Linked DNA regions of Zea mays: region 1 is linked to region 2. A link is a contact called in public Hi-C data. All regions are on one chromosome and are shown on one strand. Each heading gives the region's core, a stretch centred on a gene start, on an enhancer-like site or on the middle of the called end of the contact. The rest is flanking DNA. Distances are from core to core; before and after follow the strand shown. Region 1 holds the start of LOC100272852 (putative 2-oxoglutarate-dependent dioxygenase AOP1). Region 2 holds the start of LOC109940239.

Evidence for each region. Hi-C and Micro-C count contacts between places; a contact is called where the count stands out from the background.
Region 1: a contact with region 2 is called in a Hi-C map of leaf, with 9 times the contacts expected there. The contact joins the promoter of LOC100272852 here to the promoter of LOC109940239 in region 2. A contact is called at or near these places in 11 of 25 Hi-C or Micro-C datasets (bundle sheath, ear, leaf and 4 more) and 2 of 3 datasets of contacts at active chromatin or transcription factors (leaf and seedling).

What each region holds. Positions count from the first base shown.
Region 1 is chr6:177,418,364-177,423,795 of Zm-B73-REFERENCE-NAM-5.0, forward strand. It overlaps LOC100272852 (putative 2-oxoglutarate-dependent dioxygenase AOP1), which reads right to left and starts at 3,537. Exons shown (of 3, transcript NM_001147305.1): 1 at 3,141-3,537; 2 at 2,710-3,031; 3 at 1,952-2,403. The coding sequence starts at 3,532. The coding sequence ends at 2,161.
Region 2 is chr6:177,284,178-177,289,515 of Zm-B73-REFERENCE-NAM-5.0, forward strand. It overlaps LOC109940239, which reads left to right and starts at 1,626. Exons shown (of 1, transcript XM_020539665.2): 1 at 1,626-2,329. The coding sequence starts at 1,646. The coding sequence ends at 2,128. It overlaps LOC100275322, which reads left to right and starts at 62. Exons shown (of 2, transcript NM_001149426.2): 1 at 62-629; 2 at 758-1,262. The coding sequence starts at 466. The coding sequence ends at 1,097.

The DNA.
Region 1 (5,432 bases), core at 2,287-4,786, 140 kb after region 2:
GTCCTGGGGTCGGGCGAAGCGGAGTTCGTCGTCTTCTGGGGCTGAGCCCAAGTCCGAGCCCTGGGTCGGGCGGAGCGGAGTTCGCCGTCTTCCGGGGCTTTGCCCGAGTCTGAGCGCTGGGTCGGGCGGAGCGGAGTTCGCTGTCTTTCGGGGCTTAGCCCAAGTCCGAGCCCTGGGTCGGGCAGAGCGGAGTTCGCCGTCTTCCGGGGCTTTGCCCGAGTCCGAGCCCTGGGTCGGGCGGAGCGGAGTTCGCCGTCTTCCGGGGCTTAGCCCGAGTCCGAGCCCTGGGTCGGGCGGAGCGGAGTTCGCCGTCTTCCGGGGCTTAGCCCAAGTCCGATCCCTGGGTCGGGCGGAGCGGAGCTTCCTATGGTGCGTGCGGCCGGGCCTGACTGCCTGTCAGCCTCACTCTGTCAAGTGGCACCGCAGTCGGAGCGGCGCGGGCGACGCTGTCTTTCTGTCAGACCGGTCAGTGGAGAGCCGAAGTGATGGCGGTCACTTCGGCTCTGTCAGCTGAGGGGCGCGCATCAGGATAAAGGTGTCAGGCCACCTTTGCATTAAATGCTCCTGCGATTTGGTCGGGGTTGCTTCTCGGCGAAGACAGGGCCTCGGGCGAACCGAGAGCGTGTTCGCCGCTGGAGGGAGGCCTCAGGCGAGGCGGAGATCCTCCGGGGTCGGCTGCCCTTGTCCGAGGCTAGGCTCGGGCGAGGCGTGATGATCCCTGACTTGATCGCACTCATCAGGCCTTTGCAGGTTTATGCCGATGGGGGTTACCAGCTGAGAATTAGGAGCCTTGAGGGTACCCCTAATTATGGTCCCCGACAATTGGTATTGTAAGACAAAGAGGAGTGGGCATAAAAAACCAAAACGTAAAATTCTTAAGTAACCATCGCAACCTAGTAACCTCTGCTATCATAAAAGTCATACTTTCATAGTTTCATAGCACATAACTCAACCTTGTACTCGACCGAGAAACCACATTTTCCTTCTTAATCTTAAAAGCAATGAGGGAACCAAAAAATATAATAGGTAGAAAAGAGTGACGAATAGAGGAGTTGATGAATTAAATAGCATCAAAGTAGGCTTAGAGTTGAAGAGATATAGGGTACATGAAGAAGAGATGACGAGTAATGGTCCCACGAAGATAACGTAGGACACGAAGATGACATGGTGTAGAAACACCGCTTTTAATCTAATCACAATCTTACTTGCCAACCATTAGGCAAATAAATGATGATTAACTCAAATTCGTTCGTTTATCGAGCCCACCATCCGATAGAATTCAAAAGAATCTATGTTTGATATAGGATCAATAAATGAGTAGCAAAGTCCACAATCAATATTACAAGCTTTATCTCACATACAATACATGATCAAAATAACGACCTACATCCCGACTTTCTCCCCACACGACCCGACATTTGAACACCCACACTTCCAAACATTTACGTCAATAGAATTGTGATGTTAACATAGGATTGAAATTTCGGCTACAAAACTTTTGTCTACGTAAATAGACACAACGAGTAAAGTTAGGCTTGATTATAGGGTTAACTGTGTGAAGAAAATTTAATGAAGCACAATCCAACTCATCTGTTGGATATCTTGATCCTTTCATCAGTAACGAAGAATCAGTAAAAATGAGCAGATTAAGGTTGGTTTTGCTATAGTTCTCAAGCTCAAGAAGAACAAATAAATACCTAAACAAGGTTCAAATTTAGTTTCAACTTCTATTCCTCCACCTTCAACTCAAAGTTAAAAATCAAGCTATTACAAGTTGGTTGATGTTACTGCTGGTGGTATTCATGAAAAGGGGTTGTTGGAGACCAACGAGTGTATCATATCAAGGACCCAACTGAGCAAAGAAGAGTAGATTGTAAGCAGCGAAAATCGGTAGGAAGCAGTAGTTACAACCAGTCGAAACTAGTTGAAAGCAAGTGCAAGGAGCTGAGTTATCTTCTCACGCGTGCTCTTTTCATGGCTACCAGAATGCTTTGTTGTTCATGTTCAGAATATAAGAAATGCAGACGAGTTATCATCTCACGCGTGTTCTAAAAATTGTACGTACTAGTCTACAGGGGTGGCCTGGCCTCTGCTGCATGCAAGGCTGAGGTAAAAGTATAATAACACAGATGCCGGACGGCTGATATGTTCTGCTGCTCGTTACACTCCACAGAAGGCCTTGAGTTTATCTTGATGGAGAGCGCCTTCTTCGGAAACGCAGAAGCAGACGAAGTCGTTGTTGTCATGGGGCTTGAAACGGGGAGGGTGTTCGTCGTCCACGAGCTCGTCTGCCACCTGAACCTGGAAGCTGGGGACCGAGAACAGCATCGCGGAGTATCTGGGGACGTCCCCAGCGACGGTGATCCGGTGGAATGGAGCATATAGACGGTCGTTCGTCCATGCCTGGAGTAAGGTGAGAAGCACAGCGCAGGAAGGTCAGAAGACAGGATCAGTGTAGAAATGGATGGCTTTAATCTTAGGATCGAGATGTTATCTGATGTTGAACAGTTCAGGCAAGACCTGTGGTTTCAAAATGAATTGGGGGCAAACTAAGTTCTGAATGGCTGCTCAAACTGAATGCCCGGCTAGGTATTCGCTCAAACATTCACAGTTCGTGTAACCGAACATTCAGTTTGCACAACCAATTGATGGCACTTAGTGCAGTGCTTTAGCACAAGATTAGGAGGCATCGACCGCAAGAGTTGGTACCCGGAGCTCGTTGCCGACCATGAAAACCAGCGACGTGGGCGACGGCTGGACGACGATCCACTCGCCACCCCTGCTCTGCATCTCCAGCCCGGCCACCTCGTGCTGGCAGACGACGCTGAGCCAGTTGGTGTCCTGATGCGCCCCGTACCTGACCACCTTCTCCGCGGCGTTGGGCGCCTTGTACTCCGACATCCGGAACAGGTGCCACATGGACGCGCTCAGCGCGTCGTGGTGCTTGGCCACCCCGAGCCCTTCCATCACCATCCGCCGCACGGCCTCCTCCAGCTGGAAGATCCGCTGCGCCGCCTCAACGACAGTACCGCTGCGCCGCCGCAGCAGAGGACAGGGTCAAACCAAAGCCTCGACCTCTTATCCATTCCAGCGAAGAACAAAAAGATCTGCGAGAAGGGACGAGGTTCTCTTATGCTTACCAGAAACTGTCGCTGTTGTCGCCGCCGTCGGGCCACATGAGGCGGGCGAAGCCGCGGACGGACTCGTCCTTGGTGCCGTCCACGATGGCGAGGCTCTCGTAGCCAGGGAACCCCGGGACGTCGCCAAGGTAGCCGTGGAACGGCCTATCGGCGCCGTAGCAGTTGCGGCGCTTGGCGTCGGCGGACAGCGCGAAGAGCGGCCTTACGGCGCCTTCGAAGAGCTCGGCCCGGAGCCTAGGGGCCAGAGCCGGGTAGTGCGCCTCGAAGCAGCCGAAGGTGGCCAGCGCGTCCATCACCTCGCCGCGCGCCGTGCCCCATGCCTGGCCGCCCGGCGCAGACGGGTCCACCTCGGAGAAGTCGATCCTGGGGAGCTTCTTCGCCTCGCCGCCCATCCTCGCCGTCGCAGTCACGGAATCTCGTGAAGCTGGGCTGCGTGCTCTGCTTTTGGTTTGCTGACCCGCGGTGGTTGGACGCCGTTCGTTGACTTCGAATCGAGCCGCGAGCGGAAGACAGGTGGGCTTCATATTTCAGACCCATAATTTCACCGGACCCGGCGAGTGAAGCCCATTGAGTTCTCTGTTTCAGAGCCCGTACAGGCCGAAAAGTTGGCCCAAGTAGAACCCGAACAGACTGTCGATCTATCTAATGGCCGGCGAAACGTTGCAGCCAGAATGTTCGGTCAGACCGTCAGACAAGCACTGACGTTAGCTGCATCATCTGAAGGAGATTGACGGCCACTGACGTTTGCACGCACGAAAGCTTAAGACTGATTCAACCCTTTATATCATTGTTTTGCGTGAATCATCGCATGCCAAGAATTTAAAAAAAAAAACGGGTCGTTTGCAGCGAATTGAATTGGTCTTAGATGGCACAACATAACTAAGTTTATCATCCAACGTGACGAAAACGATCGGCCAGAGTGTTAAGCTTGCTCATGTTTATATAATGTTTGATCGTCTGTAACGATTTCTGGGTGAATTCTAGCAAAAAAAAGCCCTAAAGACATGTTTAGAAACAAGGGAAAATAAAGATACTAGAGAGGCTAAAATCTCCTTGTTTTTTAAAGTTAAATGGCAAAGAAAGTTTAGCCTCTCTAATACTCTCGTTCCCCTTTACTTCCAAAGAAGACTTAAGAGTGTGTTTGTTTGTAACGACGGAACGGAATGAGATAGAACGATCTCTTAAATAAGTTTGTTTGATTCAGAGTCAATGGTTGGAACAGGACTAATGTCCCTAGTTGTCTCTCGAAAATAGAGAGACGAGAAAGGACGTCAGAAAATGTTTCTGTCCTACTGTCTGTTCTAAGCTGTCCCGCAATAAAACACATCCTAAATGGTCTGCAAAGGGTTGTTTTCCACTGGCTTGCAGGGGCAACAACGTCGATGGAGAGGACGAATGGAAAAATGACCAGAGTGGTTTTTTGAATGTTCTGGGGCGCTCCTCGGGTTCATTTCATCTGCCCGGAAGCCTGAAGACTTTGAGCTAATGATTGTGTTAATCATATGGTAAGCACCAAATTACTCCTAGCATTAGTTAATGGTGAACAATATATACATGATGTTTGTTCGTTTCGGATTAAAGTCAGTTGTTCAGACTGCTATAACTGTAATTTATAGAGACAAAACACTGTATAAAGTGTGTTGTCTCACAGTGATTGCATGCTTAACTAGTTTTTTCTTTTTTGAATGAATGGGCAGGAGTCTCTGTCTCTCAGAGTCTCAGTATCTGCACTCAAGTAGTACCGAGATAACAGCCCAAGGAATCGAGACGAGGCGACGGAGATATATTTACATTCCCATAAAGAACTTGCCGAAACTGTACCCCGTCGGCAAGGCAATCGTTGTCCAGTCGCCGGCGCAAATGCAGGCAGACTTTTCCTCGCACGATGTGTGGACTGGCTGACCAGAGCCAATCGTGGCCTGCAATAAACTTGTCGTTCTGCAGCTATCCGTGCCGCCGAAATCCCCCACCACCGATGCCTACAGGCGCGAGCACACGACGAGGTGGGCTCAAGATCTCTCGGCCGGATCAGGTCTACTGATCCGCAGTTCTCTACTGAGCAGGTCCACGCACCGGTACACCACTCTCCCATCAGTCTATGGATCACACGCACACGCATGCCCATGCCTATATAGGCGCCTATGCCAGGCCAATCCATTCAAAATTTCGGTCAACAAGTATCTGCCAGATCTTCTAGATGATGGGTAGGCCGTAGGCAGCAGGTGCCCCATGATGCTGTGCGATTGCACGCAACGATCACCACGTGAGTGCGTTGACGACGGGGATCGGATG
Region 2 (5,338 bases), core at 376-2,875:
CACAGGGATCTCCACCACTAGCAGACCATCCAGGTAGCTTTGGTGATCCAAGTGCAACATAAAGTCCATTTATAGCAGAAACTGCATGTGAATGTAAAGCAATGAGCCAATGACAAACAATGTTTTCAAATCATGATATGAATGTATAGCAGACCGTGATTTTTTGTGCGTGTTTGGGTAGACCCATTGTGTTAGTGCAATTGACTGTCTACAGATCTGCGGTACAAATATCCAAGCCAGTTGGTTGGGCCCGCGCTCCCGACGTGCCTGCCGAACTATGGCACACGCCACCGGTAGTTTCACACGCCAAGTCAGTAAACGAGAGAAGTACACGTTCCCGGCGCTAAAATCCAGCGTCAAAGTCGGAATCAACCGCCGTGATCTGACCAGCCACCTCTGTTCTATTCACCAGACGCCCGCCGCTTCTACGGGGAACGCCTATTTACGTGGCTCCCGCGTGCACGAATGAGCCGCCCACCGTCGATCACGCGCCGCCCGCCGAGCACGAATCCAGAAGCTCTTGGGAATCGAGCGTTCATGGCGGTCCCCTCCATCAGCTGCTCCCTCGGACCTCCAGCTCCCGTCAGAGAAGCTTCCGCTCGCCTGAGGCAGCCGTCGCCGACGCCGTGGTAAGTTGCTACGACGTCTCGCTCGCCCCAGATCGGCCGCGCCATGTCCGGCAAGCCCGGCGGCGATGGCCAGACGTCGTCCCGCAAGAGATCCGACCGCCGTGACCGTTTCACCGTTATATCTGCAGGGCGGACGGGCTGCGGCGGGCGTGCGTGGCGGGCGCGGCGGCGTGCGTCGTGTTCGGGACGGCGGGAGGCGGCGGCGGCGGCGTGGCCGCGTCGGCGCCGCCGCGCGACGCCTCCGTCGCGGCGGCCCCGCGGTGGAGCGACCGCCGGGAGTGCCCGCCGTGGCGCGCCAACTCGCTGGAGAACGTCGTGCCGGAGAACCTGCCCCGCCCGTCGGCGCGCCGGAGGTTCAGCACCGTCAAGCGGGCGCCGCGGAAGGCCCCCGCGCTCGGGCCTCAGGCGGTGGCGCCGTCGCCGTTCCTGGCGCTGCGATCCGGCATGGACGACTGCTTCACCCTCTAGGCGAGTAGGCAGAGGTCGTGCTAGGGCTGACTATTCCGCAGCTGAATTTGTTATATTTGTTCTGTATATTGTAGTTCGAAGCGAACGGAAACAGTAGGATATATAAGCACGATTCTGTTGTAGTTCCCTTGGGTTTTCTTTCATCGCATGTTGTCCCTGTCTCGTATAGCTCCTCCGACATCAACGCCAAAAAGCCACACGGCACGAGGCCAAAAGCTGTTGTTACCTTGCTTCTACCGCTGTTTACTTGGTTTTAATTTGAAACAGATTTTACCTTTTGAACATTGGTTTGTCTATATAGATTAAATATCTTACCAAGGGGGCCCCGCGCTCCAGACGTTCCTGCTTTCCCTTTCCACCATGGACCTTTCCTAGATACGCAACCACAGCACGCGAAATGAGCTATCGCCGCTACCGCTACTGTCCATCGTCCAAGTCGGAATCGACGGCTCTGATCTGTTCGCCAAACAGCGACCGTCCACGGGAACACCGTATAAATAATGACTTCCCGTGCCTCTGTCCAGTCCACCGAAGCTTCTCACTAGTAAATGGCGGCTCCCTCCTCCACCGCCGCCACCATCATCAGCTCCTGCTGCCGCCTCGGGCCTCCCGCTCCGCCCGAACAAGCCGCTGCAGGCGCTCGCAGGACGCAGGCGCCGGCAGCAGGCGTGTCGGCGTCGCACGCGCTGCGCGGGGCGTGCGTGGCAGCCGCGGCGTGCGCGGCGATGGGGATGGCGGGCGGCGGCGACATAGCGCTGGCGCGGGACGGGGCATCCGTCGCCGCGTGGACCGACGCCATGGGCGCCGCGCGCACCAAGGCGCCGGCGCCGGCGCGGTGGAGCGAGCGCAGGCAGTGCCCGCCGTGGCGCGCCAACTCGCTGGAGAACGTCGTGCCCGAGAACCTGCCCCGCCCGCCCGCGCCCAGGAGGTTCGACAGCGTCTCGGTCTCGGCCGCCGCGCCGGACTTGGTGGCGCCGCCGTCCTCTGTCCTCGCGGCGGTGCGCCCCGGCACGGGCTGCTTCTCGCTCTGACGCGCCGCGGGCAACTGTGGAGATCGGAGGTTGTAAGAAAAAAAAAGCGACAAATGTGGAAATTGGAAAACGCAATATGTACACTATAGGTTTTATTGTCTCAGTATCTCATGAATTCTTGCCGGCAACTTTTGTGTTGATGGAAGTAATTTGCCCATACACCACTACTACTACTACTTGCTTGCACATGAGCAAATTTTGTGAGCGATGGACGCTGATGGCCGAGGCCAATTTGAAATCCTCTGGTGATGTTACTTGGCCTGTTGCTTTCGTGGAAAAGCAGAACAGCGTGGAAATGCACGAAAACAAAATGGAGAACGATCGCTCGGCTCGGGTTGGACGTACGACCTGCTTTGGGCTGTGTCTGTGTAGTACCGTTGTCTGAGCTGAACTCAGCGAGCGCCAGTAGTACAACGAGCTTTCAGTAGTACAAGACTGCGACAAGAAGAAGAGGAGGGAGCCACACCGACGAGGTCAGGGTGAGCTCGGTGAGGCACGTATGAGCTGATCAGGGTACAAGCAATAAAATCAAATACAAATCTCCCTAATGATCGCCGATCCACACGATACACGCGATAAAGATCATGAAATAGTACTTAGATCTGTAGATTTCTTAAAATATCTGCCTAAGCTACAAGCTACGTATGTCAGCATATATGACCAAAAATTCGTAGACGTAAAGTAGACCCACGAGGCCTGGATAGGATTCGACTGCGCGGGATCCATCGTCCTCGGCCGGCCCAAGTACTTTGAAAATCTCCCGTGAGGGTGAGCCCATAAGCAGTTTTGTCAGCAAAAACTCGGAGCCCAGTCGAATCCTGTTCGGCACGGTCCTCGCCCCCTCCCTCTCCTTGGTTTGGCTTCCAGCTTCCTTTCCGAACTGAGTAACTGACGGAAGGGCCCCACGGGCGATTCTGTCCGTCAGTTTGTCCGCCGACACGGACCTTGCTGAGCGAAGAAACAGTGAAGGTTTGGCGGCTCCAAAGAAAGAACCACGACCCGCCGAGCAGGACCTTTTCAACGCGGGCGACTCCAGCGTAGCGCCCGCCGGCAAGAAAGAACTCAAGCCTCGCGGTCACGTTCACGTAGCCAGATATCACATCGCGTGAACACACATTGACCTGGCACCTCCATTTCCAGCCACAGATCAGCTGAGCTTCCCAAGCTGCCCTACGATGGCAGTACAGTACATAGTATATAACCATCCATCCGCCAGCCCCACCTACACCTCGCCGCGCGGCACCTGTCCACAGCCCCGTCCGTCGACACCACCACCTGCGCGCCAGCAGCTGTCGATCCCTAGTCCGTCCGCCCTGCACCGCACGCAGGCCATGGCCAGCCTCGTGTCGCAGCCGCGCCACAGCATCCAGACGTACTGGGCGCGGAGGAGCTACCTGCGCCTGCGCTCGCCGTCGCGGCGCCTCAGGGTGGCCCGCTTGGGTGCCGGCAGCGGCAGGGCAGCAGCGGGATCCGCTTCCGCCGCGTCGACGACGACGTCGTCGTGGAAGGCCAGCAGGGTGGCGCGCCGCGCCGCGGCGTTGCTGGCGGCGCCGGGGCTCCTGCTCGCGCGGCTCCGCGACGCGTACGTCGACGCCATGGTGGCGCTGGGCGGGTCCGGCGGCGCCGTGCGGCCCTGCGCCGCGCTGGCCCGGTCGCGCAGCGGCGCCGAGGCCGGGCTGTGGGACAGGCGGGTGCCGCTGGCGCGCCGGGGGAGCGGGCGCGCGAGCCGGCGGGGCGGCGGCGCCGCCGACTTCGAGCGACGTATGATGGCGCACATATACAGCGTGGTCGTCACGCCGGAGCTGCCGTGCGCCGCCAGGGCTTGAACTCTTGACACCCTTGGTTTCCTGTTATGCTCTGTTCAGCTAGCTGCTCATCTTAAATTCTTGCTACTCATTACCGCTCCCTCATCAGTGGTGCTGCAAAGGCCAAAGTGTATGTTCTGGAAATTCACAATTACTGGTGCATGTACCGCTCCCTCATCAGTGGTGCTGCAAGGGCCAAAGTGTATGTTTTGGAAATTCACAATTACTGGTGCACGTATTAAATCATAATCATCTATCAATTTAATTTTTGCCAATAGCATCTTTGGAGTAGAATGGTCAAGGATAGTGATAGAAGACGTCGTGCCTCTCGATTAGTCGATTCTTCCGATGACTTCCCCTTCCCGGCGCTGCCCGCCTTTCCCCAGCAGACCCAAAGGCTGCGCTTTGTATGAATTTTACAGGAAGTGCTCAAGGCCTCCGAAAATGGGTCGGCTTTGTATGACTACTAGAACATGAGGCGCCCGCAATCGAACAACACAGAATTTAGTGTTAGTGCAAATAAAGGTTACAATTTGCTCCGCTCCTTTACTAAATTTATTGGTATTTTTAACAAGATATTGCTGCTACTCCGTCCTAAGCATGATACAACCCATGTTTTCTAGTATTGGCTAAAAAATGACCAACATTCGTAAATTCATTTTTACTTGTAGACAATGGAAAAAGAAGTTCACAAGTCACAGGTGGCACACAACGTTAGTAATAATCTTTTAACTGTAAGTGCAGAAAATATATTATTTAGCCTGAAAAAAATTCTCCAACCCATAATTCAACCTTAAGAATATGCAGATAAAATTTGCTATTACAGTCTAACATTTCCCCACACGGAGTCCTGAACACAAATTCTAGAATCTATGTGGGTAAAGAAACAAAAACACAGAGTTGCTCCAAAATTATCAGTTGCCATCAAAACCTTTAGGACACTCATTCTATATTAAGGGGTTTTCAATACTGCTTATGGATAATATTCCTTGGATTGACGATGCATCATAGCCCTCACTTTTGCTGCAAAACATCAAACATAGGTTAGCCCTAAACCGTGTCAGGTTTAATAACCTTGATAAAAAACATTTCCAGTGTAAACAACTAACGCGAGTGTTAGCTTATCTTCCACTCAAAAATTTGTATGAATCCTACCCCATTCTATCTGATACATAGAGCAAGAAGCTAATATTTACAACCCTACATACCGTTGGGTTGAGTAGCAAATCAGATCTTGGATTCGCGGGTATAGGTTTGAGGCCGAGGCAAGAACACATCGGACGAGCTCACGCATCGCATGGCGCGAGACCGTTGCAAGAGCTCGCCTTTGGTCGCGGCCTAGTGGACAACGCAGAAGCAGGTGTTGACGACCATGCAGACATGTTGGTCCTTGAGAGCGGTCGCG